Linked DNA regions of Pan troglodytes: region 2 is linked to region 1. A link is a contact called in public HiChIP or PLAC-seq data. All regions are on one chromosome and are shown on one strand. Each heading gives the region's core, a stretch centred on a gene start, on an enhancer-like site or on the middle of the called end of the contact. The rest is flanking DNA. Distances are from core to core; before and after follow the strand shown.

Region 1 (5,167 bases), core at 953-3,452:
CATTTGTCTCAGGTTTTGAAGCGTTGCTGGACAAGAGGGATAAAACACGGCTCTGCCTTGGATTCAAAGTTGGCCTCTCATACTAGCAAGTATACCTTGGTATCCTGGTCACTTCTCCCGGCCACAGCATCACATTGCTATAAAAGGCAGATACAAGTATTAACCAGCTCACAGGTTATCAGATAAGCTTAGTCTGACCAATGCTTAACACAGCAACTGGGCCACTATTGTCATTTCTGTGGTGGTGGCACACACACCCAGCCTCTGTCCGGGCCATGGTCTAGGACCACCCTCCACAGAGGCTGTGAGCTAGAGCCCTAACTGTGCAGGGCCCTAACTATGCCAGGCTACTTATCTCTCTTAAGAGGACTTCATTAGTGCCTGCTCGGCCATACAGTTTTTTACTTACCAAGTAACACAGTTATCAGCACACTCCAGGTACTAGCCAAGGACTACAAAATCAACGTGAATGTCAGCTTTTGTATCAAAAGCTCAAAGGAGAAACTCAAACTTTACATAGATGTCCCATGAAGATGTTCAGCAAACCCATTCTTCTCTGTTCCCTGGAATCCATCCCAGTATTGTGCTATGTGTGTGTCTAGTAATTCTTTACAAAAAGCTCTGTTTCTTGTGATGCCATCAGATCACATTGAAGAATATACAAGCCGTACTATGAAGGCTGTTGTCTCATATAGTCCTAACGTAGTGAGAACTGATGTTCTTACATGCTGTCTTTTTGGGCACTCAAAGAAATTCCTGTGCAGTCTTACAAATCAGTTGTAGCTTAAATTGATTTGTGTTGTGACTTGTACACACAGGTCACATTCCCTTGACAGAAAATATAGTTTAAAACCAAATTTGCGGCCCTTGTTAAATGAATGCACAGGACTTTATCGTATTCAGGTCTTTCATTGTAAGACTCACTCCTGTCTTCATTTTATGTTCCACTGTTGTGCTTCCCATTTGCCTTTCTCTAGTTTTGTTTTCTGTGTTTCTACGGACTGCTCTCAGCCCAGGTGTGCAGGAAGCACACACATGCCTGCAGAGCCTTCACGGCCTCTGCATTCAGGGCCTGACTTCAACGCACAGTGGCTGTACTGATTTGTTAAAACAAAGGAACAGATTACTTCTCCTAATACACAGGGAAGTTCCAGGTTGTGCGGGCAGTGAGCAGACCTGTGTCTGTCTGCGCTTGCCCTGGTGAAAAACCCCACCGTTCAGGCTGCAGGGTGCGAGACCCAGGCACAAACATTTTGCTGGATGCGGAGGAAAGATGTAAGGTTGCTCCCCTTCAGAGACAGCAAAGGGCAGGTCTGTAGCTTCACTTACTTCAGGATTGTGATTTTTGACAGAGCCGAGAGATCAGGGTTGTTGCACCAGGCCTGAAGGTCCTAGTGAATCTCGTGAAGAGAGGAGGGGTCTGGCTGTAACATGGACCTAGAGGACATTTTTACTGCAGGAGAAGGAACAGTGGGGATGGGGTGGACTTGCCAAAGGAATATAGCTCAAGTTCCTGCAGCCCAAAGAAGCTCAGTTTCTTTTGGCCAAAGCTTCCGCGAGTTTCCCTGGCATTTCTCCTGCGGGAGCTACCGGGGCAGTGGAACACTTAGCCTCTCTAAAAGCATCTCCACGGCTGTTTGTGTCAAGCCTTTATTCCAAGAGCTTCACTTTTGCGAAGTAATGTGCTTCACACATTGGCTTCAAAGTACCCATGGCTGGTTGCAATAAACATTAAGGAGGCCTGTCTCTGCACCCGGAGTTGTGTGCCCTCATTTCAGATGATTTCGAGGGTGCTTGACAAGATCTGAAGGACCCTCGGACTTTAGAGCACCACCTCGGACGCCTGGCACCCCTGCCGCGCGGGCACGGCGACCTCCTCAGCTGCCAGGCCAGCCTCTGATCCCCGCGAGGGTCCCGTAGGGCTGCAGGGGAGGTGGGGACCCGAATAAAGGAGCAGTTTCCCCGTCGGTGCCATTATCCGACGCTGGCTCTAAGGCTCGGCCAGTCTGTCTAAAGCTGGTACAAGTTTGCTTTGTAAAACAAAAGAAGGGAAAGGGGGAAGGGGACCCTGGCACAGATTTGGCTCGACCTCGACATAGGCTGGGCCTGCAAGTCCGCGGGGACCGGGTCCAGAGGGGCAGTGCTGGGAACGCCCCTCTCGGAAATTAACTCCTCAGGGCACCCGCTCCCCTCCCATGCGCCGCCCCACTCCCGCCGGAGACTGGGTCCCGCGGGGGCCACCGCTGTCCACCGCCTCCGGCGGCCGCTGGCCTTGGGTCCCCGCTGCTGGTTCTCCTCCCTCCTCCTCGCATTCTCCTCCTCCTCTGCTCCTCCCGATCCCTCCTCCGCCGCCTGGTCCCTCCTCCTCCCGCCCTGCCTCCCCGCGCCCCGGCCCGCGCGAGCTAGACGACCGGGCAGCCCCCGGCGCAGCGCGGCCGCAGCAGCCTCCGCCCCCCACACGGTGTGAGCGCCCGCCGCGGCCGAGGCGGCCGGAGTCCCGAGCTAGCCCCGGCGGCCGCCGCCGCCCAGACCGGACGACAGGCCACCTCGTCGGCGTCCGCCCGAGTCCCCGCCTCGCCGCTAACGCCACAACCACCGCGCACGGCCCCCTGACTCCGTCCAGTATTGATCGGGAGAGCCGGAGCGAGCTCTTCGGGGAGCAGCGATGCGACCCTCCGGGACGGCCGGGGCAGCGCTCCTGGCGCTGCTGGCTGCGCTCTGCCCGGCGAGTCGGGCTCTGGAGGAAAAGAAAGGTAAGGGCGTGTCTCGCCGGCTCCCGCGCCGCCCCCGGATCGCTCCCCGGACCCCGCAGCCCGCCCAGCCGCGCACCGGCGCACCGGCTCGGCGCCCGCGCCCCCGCCCGTCCTTTCCTGTTTCCTTGAGATCAGCTGCGCCGCCGACCGGGACCGCGGGAGGAACGGGACGTTTCGTTCTTCGGCCGGGAGAGTCTGGGGCGGGCGGAGGAGGAGACGCGTGGGACACCGGGCTGCAGGCCGGGCGGGGAACGGCCGCCGGGACCTCCGGCGCCCCGAACCGCTCCCAACTTTCTTCCCTCACTTTCCCCGCCCAGCTGCGCGGGATCGGCGTCAGTGGGCGAAAGCCGGGTGCTGGTGGGCGCCTGGGGCCGGAGTCCCGCACGTGCGCCCCGCGCTGTCTTCCCAGGGCGCGGCGGGGTCCTGGCGCGCACCCGAGGGGCAGGCGCTGCCGACCCGCCGAGACTGCACTGTTTAGGGAAGCTGAGGAAGGAACCCAAAAATACAGCCTCCCCTCGGACCCCGCGGGACAGGCGGCTTTCTGAGCGAACCTCCCCGCCTCCGCCCTCCGCGCAGGTCTCAAACTGAAGCCGGCGCCCGCCAGCCTGGCCCCGGCCCCTCTCCAGGTCCCCGCGATCCTCGTTCCCCGGTGTGGAGTCGCAGCCTCGACCTGGGAGCTGGGAGAACTCGTCTACCACCACCTGCGGCTCCCGGGGAGGGGTGGTGCTGGCGGCGGTTAGTTTCCTCGTTGGCAAAAGGCAGGTGGGGTCCGACCCGCCCCTTGGGCGCAGACCCCGGCCGCTCGCCTCGCCCGGTGCGCCCTCGTCTTGCCTATCCAAGAGTGCCCCCCACCTCCCGGGGACCCGAGCTCCCTCCTGGGCGCCCGCGCCGAAAGCCCCAGGCTCTCGTTCGATGGCCGCCTCGCGGACGTCCGGGTCTGCTCCACCTGCAGCCCTTCGGTCGCGCCTGGGCTTCGCGGGGGAGCGGGACGCGGCTGTCCGGCCACTGCAGGGGGGGATCGCGGGACTCTTGAGCGGAAGCCCCGGAAGCAGAGCTCCTCCTGGCCAGCACCATGGTGTTTCAAAATGGGGCTCACAGAAACTTCTCCTCAAAACCCGGAGACTTTCTTTCTTGGATGTCTCTTTTTGCTGTTTGAAGAATTTGAGCCAACCAAAATATTAAACCTGTCTTACACACACACACACACACACACACACACACACACACCCCGGATTGATGTCCCTGGTTCAAGTGTGCCAAGTGTGCAGACAGAACATGAGCGAGTCTGGCTTCGTGACTACCGACCATAAACCCACTTGACAGGGGAAACATGCCTCGGAAGGTTTAATTGCACAATTCCAACCTTGAGCTGCGCGGGTTCCAAGAGCCAGGCCCGTACTTGCTGTTGATGTCATTGGCTTGGGGAGTTGGGGTTTGGTGCCCAGCGCGGTCGTTGGGGGAGGGGCAAGGCATAGAACAGTGGTTCCCAGACCTTGCTGCACATTGGAATTACCTGGGATTAAAAAAAAAAAATCAAAACAAAAACCAGTGTCTGGCTCCCGCCCCCAGACATTCTGATTTAATTGGCATGGGGCAAGACCTGGACTTGGGATTTTTTTTAATGCTCTTCATGTGATCTGTTGGGCAGCCAGATTTGGGGATCACTAGACGGAAGAAGGATTGTTAAAGTCTCCGGAGATGTTACTTGCCAATGCAAAGAGCTCTTTGAGGACATCTGGAATTGTTACAATATTGCCAAATATAGGAAAGAGGGAAAAGGTAGAGTGTGATTCCAATAATAAAGGATTCCGCTTTTCACTGAAGGAACTGGTGGAAAGGTTTCTTCTCTGCTGAGCCTGCAGGCCCGTCCTGCCTGCCTGGGGTGCCCGGGAGACGCGGGCCTGCTCCGGAGACTGCTGACTGCCGGTCCTGTTAGTCAGGTGTCAGCCCTGTCTCTGCCGAAGAGACTCTTCTCTTTATTTTAAATTAAACCCTCAGAGCACCACCAAAGCATCACTTTTCTCCCTCCATTGGTGTTCTCATTCTTTGATGTTACTTGTTTGAACACCACTATTAGTAGTTGGAGATTTGTTCCTGAGAAAAATATAAATACCACTTAATTTGCCTGTTTGTCCCGCATTCACTCAAAACAGAATGCTCCTGAAGACAAGAGAGAGAGTAGGTGAACAGAAGCTGTTCCATTACAGTAACATAAAAGACTGGATTTTCAGGGGCAAATTATTAAAATAGGAGATGAGCTCTTTTAACAGAAATTTGTTTAAGGCCGGTGTCTATCAAATTCAGTGGATTTTATTCAAGATGCACTTTGTTTAGTGGGAGTTTTGTTTGGTTCTGGGACATGCTAACTTCTAGACTTGCTGCTCTTAGAGGTAATGACTGCCAGACACCATTTC
Region 2 (5,167 bases), core at 1,477-3,976, 240 kb after region 1:
TGTGATCGTGTGGGTCAATATTCCTTAATAAACTTCCCTTCATATATAGGTCTATCCTATCAGTGCTGTCCCTCTAGAGAACTCTAACACAGAAGAGTTGTGAAAATGACCGTTGGTCTGCCCTCACCCTTTCCCTCTTGTCCTTTAACCGCATGCGCTCAGTGTTACCTTCCGTGGCACCTGCTCACCGTCATCCCGTGGTGACTCGTGTGGGTAACTTCATCAGAGAAGACCCTGCCTGTCACCTCAGGTACAGCCCACGAAGTAAGGTGGCTGCAAGCGCAGATCCTGCACCTGCCCAAGGTGAAACAAATCAGCTCCCGGAGCCTGAGGTGCAAAGGGCAGGAAGCTCCCTGCGCACCCCTGCGGCCCTGGCGCGGCTCTCTCAGTCCCGCTGCCTCCCACTCCGAGCCCCTGCCGTCTGGGACCCGCTCCACCTCCCGCTCCCGGGCCCTCGGGGCATCCTGTCTCCATTCGCAGCCCAGTGCCCTCCACTCCCACGGCCTCGGGTACAGCTTCCACAGGGAAATCACCCACATCTGTGTCTCTCGCCTCGTTCCCGTTCCTGAGGCCGACGCGTGGCCACTGAGCACACAGATCCAGCACAGCGACCCTCGCCTTCCCCGCGCCCCGGGCAGAGGATGAGCACCAGGCCAGCCCTGCAGCTCAAGCCGGCAGCCCTGGGCTGGCTCCGCACCCGCGCCTCGGGCTTCCACGGTGGACCCAGGAGACACCCTCTCGCCCAGCCCAGCTTCCCTGCGGGACTGAGAGGGAGAAGGGAGGGGTCGGGGAGCGAAGGCGGAGGCAGAGCTGGGCTGAGGGAGGAGGCGGGACGGCGGCACCGGCGGGCTGGAGCAGCGGGATCCCGCGGTGACCGGGCGGATGGAGTGGCCGAGAGCGCCCCCTGCCGGCCGAGGGTCCCCCCTCACACACTCCCGGTGTGGCAGGGAAGGCGGGAGCCCGGTTCCTTGCCGGTGGAGCCGGCGGCTCAGCCGGGCCCCGCACGCACCGGCCCCGCAGGGCCAGGTCCCTGCCTCCAGGCCCACCTTCGGCGCTCGCAAACGTCCGGGTGGCTGTGGCCTGGCCACCATCCAGGCCTCGCCCACCGGCAGTTGCCCGGGTCCACACAGGGACAAGCTCGGTCTCCGCCGCGTCCCGCCTGAGCCTCGCCTGCGCCCAGGGGACTCCACGCTGCACGGGGAGAGGGCCGCTCCGTGTGACAATGCAAGAAGGGCGAGCTCTCTTTTCCACCTCTCATCTCAATGTGAACGGCGCCCTGGATAACAGAACTGTTCAGGGACTTCTGAGGAACTCGGCCAACGCTCTTGCCTCCCTACATTTTCCCGAAATCTGCCTTTCAAACAGGCTTCCTCTTGTCACAGACGAACCCATCTCCACGTTAGAGTGCATCGTGGCGTTTCCTATTTTCATAAAAGCCAGCGCCCTGGAATTGTCAGTCTGTTCTTACACTGTGAGTGTAACGGCCCGCTGTTAAATCTCAGCAAACCCTCGCGCGCCAGAGAGGCCAGCGCCAGAGCCCGCGCCCTGGAACGCGGCGGACCGCGGGTGCCCTCTGCGGGTGGCGCGTGGCCTGCGCAGCGATCAGGCCCTCAAGTCCCGAAGCCCCAGCGCCAGCCTCCGAAAAGCCGGCCCGGCAGGAAGGAGCCCAGTTCCTGCCCACTGCCTTCCGACGTCCTGTAAGTGGACCCCGCTGCCCGGGCCTCAGTGGTCTGGTCTGGAATGAAGAGTCTGAGCCAGGTGGTCCCAAGCGCTGCCGGGCTCCCACATTTTCTGACAATGAGGTAATCAGTCACGGGCACTTGCCAAGGTTTGGGCACCAGACTCTTTGACACCTGGTGTAGACTCAGCAAAATCCCATGATCCACTATGCCCTTCAGATCAATGGACTATCACCTACTTCATTCGGACTTTTCGACCTCAGGTGAGACTGGAGAGAAACCTGGGACAGAGGAGACAGCTGGCTGAGATTCCCGTTCCTGCGTCTGAAGGGTATGGAGAGTCCCTAGACAGTGGCACTCACGCCTGCTGCGCCCTGTGCTGCAGGTTGTACGCGATATAAAACATGACACTGACTGCCCGTGAGGATCTTGACAAGTTGTTTTGAAGATGGCATTTTGCTAAGTCCCTGAGGGTCACTGGTCCTCAAAGCGGCATGGCGGCATGGCGTGGCTGGTTCTGCCACATGCCAGCTGTGTGACCTCTGAGACTCCACTTCTTCAGTGCTGAAAATAAAGAAGGAGTTTTACTAAGGACCAAACAAGATAATGAATGTGAAACTGCTCCACGAACCCCAAAGAATTATGCACATAGATGCGATCATTAAGATGCGAAGCCATCGAGTTACCACCTGGCATGCTTAAACTGTAAAGAGTGGGTCAAAGTAAACTGAATTGGAAAATCCAAAGTTATGCAGAAAAACAATAAAGAGGTCTTACGTAGCAATACCGAACTTATGTCAGGCACTATTTCTCAAAACACAACTCCACTGAGATGCTCCAAGGAAAGAAAGGATTTTGTGGGCAAAAGCTTGATGCCCCTCCAGGGCACTCACAATGCTCGTCAGCACACAGAGCTACAAATAGTTCAGATTTTGCCACCCAATTTGTTGCCAAAAACATTCAATTTCCAGATCTGCTTTGGATTTCAGAATTGCAGATTCAAAACATTGTAAACCCTGGATTAAAACCCATTAAAAGTTTCCTGTCTGAGTTGCTCCTATGTCTCTCGTCTCTTCAGAAGAATTTATCTTTCTCTTTTTGACAATCATTCTTTCATAAGAATTGGTCTTTCAACCTACTTTTAGTTCACCTAGTTGTTGGAAATTTAGTAGAAAAAATAACCTTGCCATTTAGGGTTGATTTAGGTTAAAATGTCTAAGGTATATAAAGTGCTTATCATGTAACAAGGCACACGAGGGTTTATTACGTGTCATACTTCTACCACCTGTGGTGGAAGGGGTTTCTTGTGGCCTCAGGTCATGCAGGAGGGATTCCACCCCACAACTGCTCCAAAAAAAGCACCCATGCCACCACCTCACACCAATATTCTGAACCCCACGATAGTGACCTAACAAGTGTAAATAATAGTGAAAATCACAGGACAGACTAGTTGAACTCAGGACTGACCTAGAACATATGATATGCCAGATGACATGAGAGATGTAGACAGATGACATGAGAAAATGAGATCAATTGTCTAACAGTTGATTCATCCTTCAATGCCAGATTTTTATCTGCCATATAATTCTTACTGATTATATAGGCTGAAAGGCAGAGGAGGGATGATGATTCTATCCAATGAATATGGAGAATGGCTCCAAATTTTAACTCTCTAAAACATCACCATGTGCTGTGTCTTTTCCTACAAATCAGGATCTTTTTTCAACCAGTACATACCTCCTTGACCTGACAACACTTAATATAGGCAAAAAAAAAAAAAAAAAAACTGTTCCCAAGTTGAGTATAATCATATCTGTAATTATATCCATAATCACAAGGATAACCACGGTTCCCAAATTAGGTATAGTCATGTAATAGCAGGCCCAGTTCTGGGCTTTCTATGCCTTTTATCTGTTTGTTGATCCTCATGCCTGTGCCACACTGTCTTGATCACTGTAGCTTTATTGGCTTTCTATAAGTTTTTTGTTTGTTTGTTTGTTTTTGAGACAGAGTTTCGCTCTGTCGCCCGGGCTGGAGTGCAGTGGCGCGATCTCCGCTCACTGCAAGCTCTGCCTCCCAGGTTCACACCATTCTCCTGCCTCAGCCTCCTGAGTAGCTGGGACTACAGGCGCTCGCCACCACGCCTGGCTAATTTTTTGTATTTTTGGTAGAGACGGGGTTTCACCACGTTAGCCAGGATGGTCTCGATCTCCTGACCTCGTGATCCACCCTCCTCGGCCTCCCAAAGTGCTGGGATTACAGGTGTGAGCCACCGCGCCCGGCTGGCTTTCTATAAGTTTTGAAAGCTGGCAATGTAAGCCTGCCAACTTTTTTTCCCCTTTTTTCAAGATGGCTTTGCAGATTCTAGGTGCTTTGCATTTCCATATAGATTTTAAAATCATTTTGTCAATTCCTACAAAAAGTCCTGCTGGGCTTTCACGGAATGTATACACCTATTTGGGAAGAATTGCTATCTTAATAATAGTGACTCTTATAAGCCATAAACATGGTATATATTTCCATTTATTTAAGTTTTCTTCAATATTTTCACCACCATTGTGTAGTTTTCAGTATAGAGGTCTTACACATTTTTGTTGATTTACTGAAAAACATTGCATGTTTCTGTTCTTACAGTAAATATAATTTTTAAAATTTCATTTTCTAATTCTGTACTGTTAGCATACTAAATTTACATCGATTTTTGCATATTAACCATATAGACTGCAACTTTTTATTAGCTCTAGTGGTCATTTTGTAGATTCCTTAGAATTTTCTTTTTAAGTTAATCATCTTTTTATTGGGGAAAAAAACTAGCATTTACAATTCGGAATGGAAGTAAACTGTAATTTGTTGAACGGTAATGTTGATGACTGTGCTGAAGCCCACAGCCACAGCTTACTCTGCTGGCTCAAAGTCATGGTTCAGAAGGTTTTAAAAGCAGAGTCCAAAGATGCTCCCTTGGTAAAGGTTTTTTGTTAAAAATGTGTGTGAACAGTGACAGCCGTTTCACTCTAGAACAATGCAGACAACGCTAAATCAACATACGTGGGCATGCCACCAGGGTATGTCATCGTCACCATGGGTCACAGCACACAGAAGTACAAGATGACCATCCCGCTAGTGGGGCTACGTCTCAACAGTTTATCCTTCACCCCATTTTTCTGCACATCATCCTAAGATAAACCAATTTTAAATGTTCGTTTTCAGTAAACCAGTTATGACAATTTATACTAAACAAATTGAACCAGAATCCATTTGAATAGGTTTTGGATTTGTTTTCCCCTTTTTTTTTTTTTTTAAATACAAATGGCTGACTGCTCTCAGTCATCAGGCTGCATGCATGAAAAACTGGCCGGCCCAAACAGTGTATTAATCATGACTAAATGGAACTTTGAGGAGTCCTTATTATTAAGGTAGTACATGTACTTATATTGTAAAACTGATGTGTAGCTTGGTCTTTAGGGGACAGGACCACCAACAAATACATG

The links. HiChIP or PLAC-seq counts read pairs in DNA pulled down with a chosen protein or histone mark.
Region 2: an H3K4me3 HiChIP or PLAC-seq map of stem cell-derived excitatory neurons shows a contact between it and region 1, with 4 times the contacts expected there. The contact joins the promoter of LOC129144559 here to the promoter of EGFR in region 1. A contact is called at or near these places in 2 of 7 Hi-C or Micro-C datasets (induced pluripotent stem cells and stem cell-derived neural progenitor cells) and 1 of 1 datasets of contacts at active chromatin or transcription factors (stem cell-derived excitatory neurons).

Annotation. Positions count from the first base shown.
Region 1 is chr6:60,793,824-60,798,990 of NHGRI_mPanTro3-v2.0_pri, forward strand. It overlaps EGFR (epidermal growth factor receptor), which reads left to right and starts at 2,203. Exons shown (of 28, transcript XM_519102.9): 1 at 2,203-2,753. The coding sequence starts at 2,666.
Region 2 is chr6:61,029,846-61,035,012 of NHGRI_mPanTro3-v2.0_pri, forward strand. It overlaps LOC129144559, which reads right to left and starts at 2,727. Exons shown (of 4, transcript XM_054687553.2): 1 at 538-2,727; 2 at 169-294. The coding sequence starts at 1,091.